2 separate regions of the Mus musculus genome follow, and region 2 is linked to region 1. The links are chromatin contacts, called in public Hi-C maps. All regions are on one chromosome and are shown on one strand. The core of a region is the stretch at or near the end of the contact, and the rest is flanking DNA. Distances in the headings are between cores, read along the strand shown. Region 1 overlaps Hmbox1 (homeobox containing 1). Region 2 overlaps Ints9 (integrator complex subunit 9).

The links. Hi-C and Micro-C count contacts between places; a contact is called where the count stands out from the background.
Region 2: a Hi-C map of bone marrow-derived macrophages shows a contact between it and region 1, with 33 read pairs. The contact joins two enhancer-like sites. A contact is called at or near these places in 6 of 484 Hi-C or Micro-C datasets (the C3H10T1/2 cell line, CD8 T cells, bone marrow-derived macrophages and 3 more) and 6 of 115 datasets of contacts at active chromatin or transcription factors (the HL-1 cell line, the HPC-7 cell line, T-cell acute lymphoblastic leukemia and 2 more).

Annotation. Positions count from the first base shown.
Region 1 is chr14:64,874,035-64,879,009 of GRCm38.p6, reverse strand. The region is part of intron 4 of Hmbox1 (homeobox containing 1); the gene reads left to right. Among named protein-coding and RNA genes, the nearest start is that of Hmbox1, 73 kb to the left of the region's middle. Within about 2 kb of position 2,344, at least 24 of the 459 cell types and tissues checked have an H3K27ac peak or open chromatin away from gene starts, as enhancers often do. A contact at or near this core is called in bone marrow-derived macrophages, where this site is marked.
Region 2 is chr14:64,968,763-64,973,622 of GRCm38.p6, reverse strand. All of the region lies in intron 1 of Ints9 (integrator complex subunit 9), which reads right to left. Among named protein-coding and RNA genes, the nearest start is that of Ints9, 21 kb to the right of the region's middle. Within about 2 kb of position 2,967, at least 11 of the 459 cell types and tissues checked have an H3K27ac peak or open chromatin away from gene starts, as enhancers often do. A contact at or near this core is called in bone marrow-derived macrophages, where this site is marked.

The DNA.
Region 1 (4,975 bases), core at 1,095-3,594:
AGGTAAATTATGACTCATTTGCATTATGTGTTACTGTCAGTCCAGAAACGAATAAGGCAACTCTGTTGTAAGCAGAGTGAGTAAGAGAGTTAGCTGGAGGGTATGGATACAAAATGACTTAATTCTTTTTCTTTTTTAATTTATATGACATGCATGAGTTCTGTGTTTTAGAACATAAAGCCCAGGCCCAATTTAATAAATATACGCACCATTACAAGTTTAAAAGAGTATGTCGTAGCACGAGTCAGTCTAAATCTCAGCTCTTTATGTACTGCCTGGTACCAGAATCACTGTGGTGGTTTGCATATGTGCGGCCCAGGAAGTGGCACTATTAGAAGGTGTGGCCCTGTTTGAGTAGGTGTGTCACTGTGGGTGTGGGCTTTAAGACCCTCATCCTAGCTGCCTGGAAGTTAGTGTTCTGCTAGCAGCCTTCAGATGAAGATGTAAAACTCTCAGTTCTGCCTGCACCATGCCTGCCTGGATGCTGCCATGCTCCCACCTTGATGATCATGGACTGAACCTCTGAACCTGTAAGCCAGCCCCAATTAAATGTTGTCCTTTATGATTCTTGCCTTGGTTATCGTGACTGTTCACAGCAGTAAGACGCTAACTAAGACAGTCGCAGTAAGATTTGTGTGGTTTGGGACAGTTGATACTGGCTTGGACGGATGCTCTGTTGCTGGTTTCTTGTGTATTGTTGTAGACTGGTACAGAATGTTGCCTTAGTTGACTTTCATTATTGAGTGAATTCTATTCTCCCAACTTAAATCCCACTTAGTTGTGGTATAATTTTTTTTAATATGTGGTTGGATTCAGTTTTCTGGTAATTTATTGAGGATTTTTACATATGCATTCATATGGGATATCAGGCCACGGTCCTCTTTGCTCTCAGTACCTTCATCTGGTCTGGTTATGGGCAGCACCGCTTTCATGGCTTGAGTTGGAAATAGTTGGTAATTTAGGTTTTTTCTCCTAGACTTTTGTTCACTTCACCTTGATTACAGATTTGGTTGAGATACCACTGTTCACAAGATTTCCTCATGGCCCTTTTTATGTCTGCAGAGATGAGCCCCAGCCTCACCAGTGAGTTCTTTTTCTTTTGGCTTGTGTGTCTAGCTGAAGGCGTACTTGCACCTGCAAGCTTCTGTCAAAGCACTGCCTTGGCCTCTCCATTGTGAAAGTTTATGATATGGCTTTTTTCTTACATCTCAAAGTTATTTTATAATTTCTTCCTTGGCTCATTGGCTAGGAAAGTATTGTTTAATTTCTCTGTGTTGTTGGGTTTCCCAGGGTTTTTCTCTGCTGTTTTCTTTTTCTCATTTAACTCAGTAGCTTCTACATTTTAGGCATGCACTCCACCACTGCTGCCTCCAGATGCCACTGATCCCATAGCAACTGGAGAAATAATCTGTTTATTCCTTCTGGAAATAGTGTCACCTTTTCTGGAGAGTGTTCCATGTACACTTCTCTGTAGTTTGAGGACTGAGGGACATGTCATTCTCTAAAGTAGAGTAAATGTCACCTTGGTAAACATGAGAGTGACACGTTTTCTGCATGTGCTGGGTAGAACGTTTGCTCGGCTTTGCTTCCTGTGCATGTGTTGTTTCCTTACTGTTCTCTAACTATTTTATTTCTGGAAAGTGGGGTACCTACAAGTGGTGTGTTAGTTTTATGAGTTTCTCCCTTCAGTTCTCATTAGGTTTTTGTTGCATGGAGTTTCCCCTCCCATAATTCCTCCCATTCCCCTGGACCTTCCCTTTCCCCCAAATCCACCCGCACACCCATCTCCCTAGAAAAAAGCAAGCCTCTGAGGGACATCAGCTGAACACAGCACAACAAGATATAGTAAGACCAGGCACAAACCAAGGTGGCAAGGCAACCCAGTAGGAGAAAAAGGGTTCTACGATCAGGCAAAATAGTCAGAGCTATCCCCCACTCTCATTGTCAGGAGTCCACCCTCAAAAACACCAAGCCAACCACCATAACCTAGATGGAGAAGACTTCATGTAGACCCATGCTGGTTCCACAATTGCCAATTCTGTCTCTATGAGCCCTGCTTAGTTCATTCTTTTGGGTTATCCTCTCCTGTGCTCTTGACCCCACTGGCTCTCACTGTGACTTCCCTTAAGCTCTCACTGTGACTTCCCTTAAGCTCTAAGAGGAGTGACCTAATGAAGACCTCCAACCTGGGCTGTCTCTTCACCTAATATCTAGCTGTGAATCTCTGTGGACGGCCCTTCAGCTGATGATGAGTGGACTTGGCACCAGTCTATGAGTATAGCAGACCATCATTAGGGATCATTTCATAGACAACCCCATACCCGCACTGCATTTGGTTCTACTCAGGTCTCTGGGTTATGCAACTTTTGGTTGCTGGTTATCCAGGCAGTGTCAGGCTTGGGCTCCCTCTTGTGGCATGGGCCTCAAATTAGACCAGTCATTGGTTAGACACTCCTACATGTTCTGCTCCATCACTGCCCTAGCACATTTTGTGAACAGGACAGATTGTAGGTCGAAGGTTTTGTGGCTAGGTTGGTATCCTAGTCCCACCACTGGAAGCCTTGCCTGCTTATAAACGATGTTCAGGCTCTATGTCCTCCATTAGTAGGAGTCCTTGTCAGGGACCACCTTGTATATTACAGAGGGTTTCAATTGCACTAGGTTTCTACATTACCCTGCAAATGCCTTCCTTTTCCAGTTTTCTCTCCCATGCTCTCTTCCTTTACCCTCACACTTGATCCTTCCTATTTCCATTCTGGCTTTCCCCTAGTCCACCTGCAAAATCTATTCTATTTCCTCTTCTCAGGAGATCCATGTTTACCCCCTTGAGCCTTCCCTGTTACTTAGCCTCTCTGGGTCTGTAGATTGTAGCATGATTATCCATTATTTACCAGCTAATATCCTCTTATAAATAAGCACAAACCATGTTTGTCTTTCTGGATCTGAGTTACCTCACTCAGGATAATTTCTTCTAATTCCATCCATTTGCCTGTAAATTTCATGTTGTCATTTCTTTTTAACTGATGAGTAATATTTTTACATTTTCTTCATTAGTTCTTCAGTTTAGGGACATCTATGCTGTTTCTAATTTTTGGCTATTATAAATAAACCCACTGTGAACATAGTTGAGCAAATGTCCTTGTGGTATGATGGAGCATCCTTTGGGTAACTGCCCAAAAGTAGCATAGCTGGATCTTGAAATAGATTGATTCTCATTTTCTGGAGGAACTGGCACATTGATTTCCATAGTGGCTTTACAAATTTGCACTTCACCAGCAATGGAGGAGTGTTCCCCTTGCTCCACATCCTCACCAGCATGAGCTGTCACGTGTGTTATTGATCTTAGACATTCTGACAGGTGTAAGATGGAATCTCAAAGTAGTTTTGATTTGCATTTTCCTGATGGCTAAGGATGTTGAACATTTCTTTTAAGCAGTTTCAGCCATTCACAATTCCTTTATTGAGAATTCTTTGTTAAGTCCTGTACCCTATTTTTTAATTGGATTATTTTGTTAGTTGATGTCTAGTTCCCAGAGTTCTTTTTGGTTAGTTTTGTTTTGTTCTTCAGACAGGGTTTTTCTGTGTAGTCCTGACTATCCTGGAACTCAAGTAGCAGGCCAGGCTGGCTTCAAACTCAACTGTTTGTGCCTCCACAGTGCTAGGATAAAAAATATGTGCCACCACGGCCAGCTGAGTTATTTATAATTTTGTATATTAGCCTTCTATCAGATGTGGATGGTGAAAATCTTTTCCCTTTCTGTAGGCTGCCATTTTGCCCTATTGATGGTGTCATTTGTCTTACACAAGCTTTTCAGTTTCATGAGGTCCCATTTATTAATTGTTGATCTTCATGCCTGTTTTATTGGTGTTCTGTTTAAGAAGTTGTCTCCTGTGCCAGTGTGTTCAAAACTATTATTTCCCACTTTTCTCTTGTATTGGCTCAGTGTGTCTAGTGTTATATTGAGGTCTTTGATCCACTTGGACTTGAATTTTGAGCAGTGTGATAAATATGGTTCTATTTGCATTCTTATACAGTCAACATCCAGCTATACCAGCACTGTTTGTTGAAGATGTTTTCTTTTTTCCATTTTGTATTTCTGGCTTTTTTTTTTAAATTAAAAATCAGGTGTCCATAGGTATGTGGGTTTATTACTGGGTCTTCTATTCAAGTCCATTGGTCAATGTGTCTGTTTTTATGCCAATACCATTTGGTTTTTATTACTATGTCTCTGTAATAACGGCTTGAAATGAATATAACCAGAAGTTCTTTTATTGTTGAGGATTGTTTTAATCCTTGGCTTTTTGTTTTTCCTTATGAAGATGAGAATTGTCCTTTCAAAGTCTATAAAGAAGTGTGATGGAATTTAGATGCTTATGTTTAATCTGTTGATTGCTTTTAGTAGGATGTCCATTTTTATTATGTTAATTCTACTCATCTATGAGCATGGGAGATTTTTCCATCTTCTGATATCTTCCTCAATTTTTTTCTTCAGAGGCTTGTAAGTTTTTATCATACAAGTCTTTCACTTGATTGATTAGGAGTTACCCCAAGGTATTTTATATTACTTGTAGCTATTGTAAAGGGTGTTGTTTCCTTGATTTCTTTCTCAGTCCATTTGTATATAGGAAGGCTACTGATTTGTCTGCTTGTTTATTTAATCTGAAACCACTGTACTGAAGGTGTTTATCAGCTGTAGGAGTTCCCTGGTAGAATTATTTGGGTCTTTTATTACATACTATCATATCATCTGCAAATAACAATACCTTGATTTCTTCCTTTCTGATTTATATTCTTTGACCCCCTCTGGTTGTTTTATTGCTCTCACTGGAACTTCAAGTATTTATATTGAATAAATATGGAGAGAGTAGACAGGCTTGTCCCTATTTTAGTTGAATTTCTTTTAGTTTCTCTCCATTTTATTTGATATTGTCTATGTGCTTGCTGTAATTCCCTTTTTATATGTACCTTGTATTC
Region 2 (4,860 bases), core at 1,718-4,217, 94 kb before region 1:
TCGGACAGACATACACTCAGGCAAAACACATAAAATAAGAATAAACAAAACATGGATTGAATAAACAAATAAATAAATTATTAAAAAAAACAAGATGACGACGACGAAGCTGGGCAGAACTCGGATGTAGGATAGTGAGAGCTAGAGTCAGCATGCTGAGCCAATGCAGCATCCATTCCATGCTGGACGTGGAGAAAAGGGTCCCCAAGAGATCTAAATCTTTTTAAACAGTGGTGTGCTCTAAAAGGCCTTACACTGAGTTGGTAAAGATGCTGGGTTGGAAAGTTAGAAAGGAGATCAGCAGGAGTGGGAGGGGGCAAAACGGAGAGGGGTGAATATGATTGAAATAACATTGTGCACATGTATGGAAATGTAACGATGAAACTCATCCTGTATAGTTCATACATGCTGAGAGAGAGAGGGAGAGGGAGAGAGAGAGAGAGACAGAGAGAGAAGTGCCAAGCTCTTTGACTGGTGTGGTGGCAACTGTAATCTAAGCACTGGAGAGACCGAGGTGAGAGGGTCCCAAGTTCAAAAGGTGGGCTACAATTGTGTTGTAGGCCACTTTAGGTTTCACCAAGACCCAATCAACCACCTACCTCTTACAACTCACTAAGGTATAAACGACACAACAAGAAGGACAAAGATTTAAACAGGCACTCATTGAAGAGGACACTGGTCAGTAAATAAAATGTCAATCAACAGTGAGTGAGCCTTAGAAAGATACTGCTGGCCGGAATTCAGGGCAACAACTGGAAACAAATCTGCATGCACTGTTGACTTGTCCTCAACAGATAGCTCATCAGCCTCACTGTCTGGATGTAAGAGAATCAGCTCATGCATTCAGAGTGATGGATATTTGGCTTGCACTTGAGAGCAGTGTGGCACAGAAACGCCACACATTTTCTATGATTATGAATAACGCTGCTGTACATGTCTACGTGCAGGTTTCTAAAGGAGCCTACCTCGGCATAGAATGTCTCTACAGCAAATAGGTAAGTATTGCCAGTGATATTAAAGACATGTTTAAGTTTTAAAACTTTCTTCCAAAGTAACAAGCAAAGCAGCGGTTGTTACTGCTGGGCTGCATCACAGCACTCAGCACATCATGGGACCTGCATACGGAGAGTAGTTCTTACTCTGTCTCTGAGGTGGTGTTGCCCTGAGTAGAAGCCAAAAATTCTTTAGGCTTCAAATTTCTCAGTGCACAAATGAGATTTAACTAAATCTTTTCTTAGGTTTTTTTTTTTTTTTTTAATACAAAGATGCTTTTTGAAAATTATTCTATCCATGTACTTATACAATGAACACACTGGGAGGAATTCCATTACTTAAGCCTTGGTGATTTTTTTTTTTTTAATAGAAACTGAGTTCTGCAGGGGCTTATAAGCTTTTCTCCACTCCAGCTCCACTCCAGCAAAGCACCTGTCACTGCCCTCAGTAACAGCAGTTCACAAGGAGACCCTTTATGTCCCAGCAAGGATGCACAGGACTCTTGCTGTAGTAGGGAAATGGGGAGGGCACCCTCTTTTAAGAAACCCTACTTTGGGCTGGAGAGATGGCTTAGCGGGTAAGAGCACTGACTGCTCTTCCAAAGGTCCTGCGTTCAAATCCCAGCAACCACATGGTGGCTCACAACCACCCGTAATGAGATCTGACGCCCTTTTCTGGTGTGTCTGAAAACAGCTACAGTGTACTTACATATAATAATAAATAAATCTTTGGGCTGGAGCGAGCAGAGTTGACCAGAGTGAGCAGGACAGAGGTCTTAAAAATTCAATTCCCAACAATCACATGAAGGCTCACAACCATCTGTACAGCTACAGTGTACTCACATACATAAAATAAATAAATAAATCTTAAAAAAAAAAAAAAAGAAATCCTACCTTATTCTTTGCCACCCTGAGCCACTGAGCTAAATGTGCTAATATGGAACTATGACACCCCTACTAAAAAATTTTGGGGTCAGGCTCTCTAGTCAGAGACTTCTTTAAATATATTGCAAGTCGGGCATGGTGGCGCACGCCTTTAATCCCAGCACTTGGGAGGCAGAGGCAGGTGGACTTCTGAGTTCGAGGCCAGCCTGGTCTACAAAGTGAGTTCCAGGACAGCCAGGGCTATAGAGAAACCCTGTCTCGAAAAAACCAAAAATAAATAAAATAAATATATTGCAATTTTATTTGTTAATCTTCTACTTTCTTCCATTTTTTAGCTTGATTCCATGTTATAGAACTGTTAAAATGTGCCAATCATGTTCACAGTCAAAGTAACTACACAGCTGGGTAAGATAAGAAGGGCAGAGAGTCTATAGCAAGTGTGTAAAAAAAATCTGTAATATAAATAGTAAAGGCATTTTCAGGCTGGAGGGCGACTAGGTACCACACATAGCTGAGATTGTGACACCTGGGGCTCTCACTCCTTTGGACTCTAGTCCTGTGCCTTGCACTTCCAAGAAAACAAGTCAAGATTCAAAGAGAAGTTTTTATAAAGCAATACCCCAGTCAAGAGATGCTCAGAAGGGGTAGAAATGCTCACAGTGAACAACAATGGCTGAAGGAAGTAATACAGGTCAGAGTTGGCTGGGGATTGTAGGCTGTCGGGCACCAGAGAGTGATAAATATGAAGAAGTTAGAATAGATGAGAAAAGTTCAGACCTATGCATGTGACTGTTTATGCAAAAGGGAGCAAATTACCCCATTTCTCCCTATCTCTAATTCTTAAATAATCCCCCATCCTATACATCCATTTAGTTCTCTTTTCCCCCTTCCTATTTGTCTTAGTGATACAGCCTAAGAGACAATGCTTCAGTAAGCTATCTTAGTTTGTGGAGAGGAAAAAAAAAATCAAAATCTGGTAAATGCTAAAGCTAAAACTTACGATAAAGCACACTAAAATGCACAACTGACCCTGGACTGCTCAAAGCACTGCCTGTCCCGTGAGGATGATGAGTCTTCCCAGTTCCTTTTTCCATGTGGTTTCTAAAGCAATGAAGGCATAGCGCACAGCTGGAAAGGATGCAGCCTGTGGGCTGAGGACACAATAGTAATTATGTTGGGGGCCATGTAAGATGAGCTTTAGAATTCGTGGAACACAGCCCACCAGTTAGCACAACCATGATGGGTGTGCCTTGCTCAGAGAGGCAGAGGAACTAGGACTGTGTGTCCTGTTACTTTAGCGGTCACCATGTCCATCCTAATCTATGAACTGTATAAAAACTCTGAGAGGGTTTCCAGCTCCTTCTGGGCAGTGTCACTGGCACTTACAGTAATGGTGATTGATCTATTCCATTGCTGCTGGAGCTGATGAATGATTCAACCACCACCCTCAGAAAGAATGTAGCCATGTGGATTGTTTCTATCACCCACCACCCTTAGAAAGAATTTGGAGATGTAAACTGTTAGTGAAGTCAGGTTAAGAAGTTTCTGTTCGTAGCTCTGATATAGAAAGTCTTAGGGAACAACTAACCACTTAGAAGGCACACTTCTGATTATCGAATGAGGGATGTGTTTGAGGTCAGGGAGGAAGAGCAATGGCAGCCCGACTAGCATGGCTGACCCGCTTGTCCTACTGAAGCTGTGCTGCTATCAAGATGATGATTAATTTCTTGTACCCAGTTCTGCCTTCAGCTTCCTGATAAAATTAAAAAAAAAATTGCTAACGCGTAGGTGTGCATGCTGAGGATTTAAAGTAGAAATGACTGGGTCTTTTCTTTTTTCTTTATAAAAGTTTAGATTTGTGATACTTTTAAGGTTTTTTATAAGATTACTTTTTAAGATAAATAATAAAATAATTGATCCTTTCTTTGTGACTGCAAATCGCAGCCTGCCAGTAAGAGAAAGGAGCTGAGAAAGTTACCTTGCTTGCTTACCCCTTATTAATCTATAACAAGTTGCTTAGTTATGAACATGTGTGGGCTCTTGGAAATTATTATTTTTTTATCCATTTTATTATTTGGGGGTATCAGGGAACAAGTTTTTTCTTACATATATTCATTGTAATTGTTCACTTAAAGAAAAATAGAATGTAACTACGTTGTGATTTTTGAACTGCTTGAAAGATTTTGCTGGGATATATGAGCTGTGAGAGAGAAAATAAAGTTGTTGGAGCTTTGCTTCACCCACCAGGTGTGTGTCTGTCTGTGTCTGTGTGTTCCCTCGCCCTTGTCACCGGCCCTACAGGCCCCAGAGGGAAGGGTTAGTTTTATTCCCCCTGAGAAAAGTCTGCCAACTGATCAATCACTAATGCTCCAGCCTGCCTCAATTTACCTACCAGGTCAAAGCTGGACTTTGACACAAGTGTGCTTGCTTTGAACACTGGGCGTCAGGGTTCTAGCAATTCTACAGCTACAATGCTTTTATTTCTGTGAGACAGACAGGATCTCTGAGCAAAGTCTTGCTATTTCAGCACAGAACAGAACAAAACAAAACAAAACAAAAAAACAACAAAATATTCCAAGCTGGCACCATCCCAGCATCCTACAACATACTTCTTATTTCTGTACTTCTGACTATTTCCTTTAAACATCAGCCACTTTTTGTGGTTGGTTTGTAAAGGAAGAGAAAAAGCGCAGGCATAGGGCATTTGTGTCTGTAATTCAGGCCCTCAGGAAGCTGAGGTAGAAGGACTGCTGTGAGTGAATGAAGCCAGCCTGGGCTACATAGTAAGAGCTTCCTCAAGTAAACAAACTAAGAGTGGGCAAGACAGCTTCTAGGGTAAATATACCTGCTCCCTAGTCTGAGGACTTGAGTTAGTCCCAGAGCCCAGAACCTACATCCTGGGAAGTAAACTGTGTTCAGTGGTCAGTGTCGGAGTGAATGCTCAGTGCCACTCTGTGACATACTCACAGTTAACTAGACTCAA